2 separate regions of the Ovis aries genome follow, and region 1 is linked to region 2. A link is a contact called in public Hi-C data. All regions are on one chromosome and are shown on one strand. The core of a region is the stretch at or near the end of the contact, and the rest is flanking DNA. Distances in the headings are between cores, read along the strand shown.

Region 1 (2,700 bases), core at 74-2,573, 220 kb before region 2:
TTAAATTAGCTAATTAATTTAATGAATTTAGTGTTTCTTTCTTTTTGCCAAGCCGTGTAATTTGCAAGATCTTAGTTCCCTCACCAGGGATTGAACCTGGGCCTACAGCAGTGAAAGCACTGAGCTCTAACCACTGGCAGCCCTCAGTGTTTTTAATCTAAAACTTGCAACAACAAAAAAAGTATAAACTATGAGACATCATAGTGTAGGACCTGGAAGCCTTAAAGTGTGGGCTGCCCTCGCACTCTCCCGTCTCACGCGTGCTGGCGGTTTGTGTTTCCTGGCCAAAGCTGGACTCAGTTAGGGTTAGGGTTAGTGCAGTCCGCGCCAGGCCCCTCTGCGGGCCTGTCAGCTGGATGAATTAGCCTCTTCCTGGGGAACAGGGGTATCTTATCCTGGAGACAGCAGGATATGGAAGAGGCTTGTGTTTACTCACTAGGGGAGCTTGGACAAGTCTGCAGTCCTATTGAGAAGGTTGAATTGGGTCTAGGGTACACAGTGGCCAGCAGAGGGCCTGGCGCGGGCTGAGGGCTCACTCAACAGCCTCTCTGCTGACAGGGGCTCCTGGCAGTGTTTTGTCTGTTTCCATGTTCCTGGCTCTGATGATGGAATTAGATCTAGGGAGATTTGGGGGTGGGGGCCCCAGGATGGGGCTTCTAAGGTTCCTGAGGATGGGGAGAGCAGTGGAGCCGTCCCTCAGTGCCCTGTCTATGCCCCCCGCCCCTCCCCCAGGTGACCCCCCCCGACCCGGAACAGGCAGGGGAGGGTCCCCTCGCCCCCTCCCCTCCCCCGCCCCCTCCCCCAGGTGAGCCCCACCGACCCGGGACAGGCAGCGGAGGGGGCGCTCACCAAACACCCGCCGGCGGCTCTTGCGCAGGACGCAGGCCAGGTACTCCTTGCCCTGGGCGCTCTCGTGCCAGTCTGGGACAATCACCGAGCCCGGGGCGGCCGGCCTGGCCATGGCTGGGCACGGGGGACGGAGAGGGAAGCTGGGTCTGTGGCCTTCGCCTGCACGTTCCTCCCTGGAGCGCCCCGCCCCCCGGAGGATGGGCCGATCGCGGAGCCCCAGCTTCTTACTGTTCCGATTGAGGCTTCTGGCCTCCAAGCCCCCTTGCAATACCCCGGCTCCCTCTCATCGCGCCGATCGCGCAGGACGGTCACCCCATCGCCGCCCCAGGCGGTGTTCGCACGGCCTCCGAGCCGCTTGTCACCTCCGGGGAGGTCATGCGGCCTTGCTTCTTCTCCGCCTCCTCGATCTCAACTCCGGGGGCCACTAGCGCTCACATCGGCGGCCCCAGCGCACAAGGGGACCCGGTGTAACCCGCTTTGGAGGCCCGCCCCGCGTCCCGCCGCCCAGGGCCGGGACTCGAGGCGCATGCGCGGAGGCTGTCGTCATGGAGACGCGGGGCGGGGTGGGCCGCGGGGCCGCGCAGGTCTGTCTGTCTGTCTCTGCGGCCGCGCGAGCTCCCGGGCCGGGTCTGGCCTTCTCCATTGCTCTGTTCCAGCCCTGGTCTTCCTTCCAAAATTTGACCAAATCCCGCTTCTGCCTCTTTGCGCCTCAGTGTCCTCTTCTATAAAGTGGAGGTAAAATGCTTTTACCTCCTAGGATTCTTTACAACAGTGACAAGTCCTTAGCAGTGTTCAGTACGTTTACTTATTATTGTTGTAATAATAGTATCATTATTATTGATCTTGCTCGGCAGGAACTAGACATGAACTGAACCCCTGTGGCTACGCCGACGGGGAAACAGCTGCCGAGAGTGCTCAAGGCCTTGACAATGAGTCTGAGGCTTTCCAGTCACTCATTTCTTGATTGATTGACTGATGCCACTTATTCAGCAAATAATTACTGAGCGCCTGTTATATGCCCGGTTTGTTCTAGCTGCTGGGAATGCAATGGCCACAAGAAGTCCCTGCCCTCCTGGAGGTGACATTCCATTCCATTCATGGGCTGTGAGCCCCTCCCCAGGACCCCACACTGGGCACCAGGCCTGTCACCGCCCCTTAGCTGGACAGTATGCAAAATAGCTCATTACTGAAGAGTTGTCCACTACACTTTTTACCAGTACCTTCTTGGCATGCCTTCAAGGAGGGCAGATCACTGGTGTGTAAAGTCTATGAATTAGCCTTCCCAGGTGGCTTAGCAGTAAAGACTCCACCTGCCTGCAATGCAAGAGAATCCGTTTCAATCCCTGGGTCAGGAAGATCCCCGGAGAAGGAAACGGCAACCCACTCCAGTGTTCTTGCCTGGAAAATCCCGTGCACAGAGGAGTCTGGTGGACCACGTTCCTTGGGGCCGCAAAGAGCACTCGCGCTATGATTAACCGTCACTGAAGGCCGACTAAGTGCCAGACGGTGGATGCTTTAGAGAGGTTAGTTACTCCATAAACGAACTTGTGTAGGAAATACTGTTACCCTTCTTTTATTTTACAGGTGAGGAAACTCAGAGGCAATGGGATTATCTGAAGTTACACCACATAGGTGGTCAGTGGGAAAACTAGACTCAGAATGCAGGGTGGCTGGACTCTGAAGGACGTCTCTGGTCTGCCGCACTGGGTCTTGTGTGTGTGTGTGTTTCATCATTTACTTATTTATTCGGCTGCACCAGGTCTTCGTTGAAACATGTGGACCTAGTTCCCTGACCAGGGATCGAACCCAGGGCCCCTGCACTGGGACAGAGTCTTAGCCACTGGGCCACCA
Region 2 (2,700 bases), core at 153-2,652:
CGCCAGGCTGGCCGGAGTGCGGGGATCTGGTCCTGTTGCCCTCAGGCAGCCAGTGATGTCTCTGCTTACAGAGGCCAGCCTTTCTGCCCTTCTGGGACGCTCCGGGCTTCTTGCCCTCTAGGGTGGGGGCAAGCCCTGCCTCCTGCCCAGACCTCCGCAAGGAAGCAGGCCCCTAAACAGTAAGGGTGTCCAGGCAGAGACCTAAAAGCAAGATGAAGGCCGTGGCGTTTACATGCCTGTGGGCTCTGTAACAGATGTGCGTCCACCGTTGCCTATAGAAACGGCCCCTCTGACTGGTAAGCAGCGTGAGGGATGACAGAGGAGAAGTTAGTTGGATGGTGAACGTGAGTTTGAGTGAACTCCAGGAGATGGTGGAGGACAGGGAAGCCAGGTGTGCTGCCGTCCATGGGTCACAGAGAGGCTGACACAACTGAGCAACTGGACAACAGCAAAGGACAAAGAAAACTGGAACTGAGCGCCCTCTTGCCCTTTAAGTAAGGAAAAGGAAATTGCATCGAGGGATTCTCAGGAGGAGTCAACTTTTTTGTCTGCTGTTACTCCCCGTCTTCTCTAAGTGCCTTGCTGCTGCTGCTGCTGCTGCTGTGAGGCTAGGAAAGAAGCAGCTTAGCGTTAGAGGAGGCCCTTGACAGGAACCATGTGCCGTTGAAGGTGAGCCCTTGGGTCTTGGAGACAGACGTGGGCTTTGATCTAGACTGTCTTCATGGTAAAAATGTGTGCCACGGTCTCCTTAAGCCAGGTGTCACTTGGACGAGGCATCTAAGCCACCAGCAGGTGCCCATCCTGTGACTCAGGTGCTGCGTCCAGAACTGTTACTCCCAATGGTGCTGCTGAAGAAACCGCAGTCAGAAAAACAACCTGGAAAGCGCCTGGAGGGGTCTGTAGGGCAGGGGACAGTCTGGTGCATCAGCAGCTCAAGTCCCAGCTGTGGGACCGGGGTCCCCAGGACAGCCCCCAGTGCTGAGCCATGCATTGCCTCACTTAGATCCCTGCCTGGAGCTTCCAAACGCTGGGGTTGGGGATAGGAGGTAGGTATTGGGTTTGAGGGTTTTGAGACTACAAGATATCTTCATGATTCTATAACATCGCAACTTGTGTCTCACTGGCTTTAAAGAAGCCGACTGCCACGTCGCGTGACTTGCCCTAGTCCCAGGGCCACAGCGTCGAGGTGGGAAAATCAGCCTCTCCGACAGCCAACAAGAAGCTGAAGCGCTCAGGTCAGCGGTCTACAAGGACCTGGATGCTGCCAGAGTCACCTGAGCCGGGGAGCAGACCCTTCCCCGGTGGATCCTCAGATGAGCCCCAGCCTTAGCAGCCTTGCAGAGACCCAGCCAAGCTGTGCCCAGACCCCCGAAGCCTGAAACCCAGTGAGTAAATGTGTCTGAAGCTGCCACGTTTGCGGAGGTGTCATTAGGCAGCAACAGATAACTAATACAAAAGGCGACTGAAGGGCATCGAATGGGAGTCAGAGGAAAAGAAGGCTCTGGACACACTTGAGGGCAGGATGGCCTTGGTAGGTCACTTAACCTGCCCCTTGGGGCCTCACTTTCCCTTTCTGTGACAACAGCTATTGCTTACGTCTGCAAGGCACTGGTCTGTGCCCTTAATGTAAAATGTGCCTCAGGAACTGCCCCAGCAGTCCAGCGGTGAGGCCCATGCTGCCACTGCAGGGCACGGGTTGGGTGTCTGGTCCGGGAGGAGTCCACATGCTGCGGGGCAACAAGGCCCGTGCTCCACAGCAGAAGCCGCTGCAGTGGGAGGCCTGCGCACCAGAACAAAGACGCTACCGCCCCTAGCGGCCGGAGAGAGCGGGCACAGAAGCATAGAGCCAGCACAGCCATAAGTAAGGCTTAAAAAGGGTCTTTTAAAAAGTCAGGCATTATAAGACCCTGTCAGTAAAGCATAAGGTATCCAGCAGGTCCAGTTAACCAGAACACACGTCCTCTAAGCCTCCTGCTTAATGTGGTTTGCCGATGGGGTGCAGAGTCCAACCGAGCCTAGCACCTGGGTTTGGCAAGCACTTGGCCCTAGCAGCATGTGGGTACTAAGTCCCAGTCACGTGTTTCCATTACCGGAGCCGCAGACTTAGACCCCTCCACAGTGGAGCAGGCATAACTCCCTTCTGGTGGCCAGACCTGGGGCGCAGGGCTGGGTGCCACCTGGTTATGGGGCAGTGACCCAGTTCGCAGCCCTACGCTTTCAAATGCCCACAGGTCGGGCTGAGCTGAACAGAGCCCCAGGTCAGCACGGCAGCGGGCGTGCAGCCTGCGGGGGAGGGCTGATGCCAGTGTGTGCTTCCCTGCAGTGGGCTCCTGGGAGCCCCGGGGTAAGAAGGTCCAGCAGAGGAGCTGTGTTTGCTGTCCCTCCCAAAACCTCCGGAGGCAGTGCCATGGTGGAGAGGAAAGAACATGGGGTGAGACCCACTGGACTTCACGCTGTGTGCCCTCGGGCAAGCCACTGCACCTTTGCGACGTCTTGGTCTCCTTACCTGTAAAGCTGACATAACCCTAGAACCTGTAGCCTACAATTCCCCTTCACAGAAAAATTCAAAGGGGATGGAGGATGGAACGAGAAAATGAGAGGTTAACAGCCAGCAGTGTGGAAGGACGCCAGTGTGGGCTGCCTGCGAGGTGTGGGCACTGGCAGCCCTAAGGGAGACCTGGTGCAGATGGGCCTGGACAG

Evidence for each region. Hi-C and Micro-C count contacts between places; a contact is called where the count stands out from the background.
Region 1: a contact with region 2 is called in a Hi-C map of tail adipose tissue, with 5 times the contacts expected there. The contact joins the promoter of CPLANE2 here to the promoter of CROCC in region 2. A contact is called at or near these places in 4 of 16 Hi-C or Micro-C datasets (hypothalamus, liver, muscle and 1 more).

What each region holds. Positions count from the first base shown.
Region 1 is chr2:249,562,117-249,564,816 of ARS-UI_Ramb_v3.0, reverse strand. CPLANE2 (ciliogenesis and planar polarity effector complex subunit 2) reads right to left here and starts at 1,323. Exons shown (of 5, transcript XM_060411542.1): 1 at 850-1,323. The coding sequence starts at 961.
Region 2 is chr2:249,341,941-249,344,640 of ARS-UI_Ramb_v3.0, reverse strand. It overlaps CROCC (ciliary rootlet coiled-coil, rootletin), which reads left to right and starts at 1,402. Exons shown (of 36, transcript XM_060411520.1): 1 at 1,402-2,700.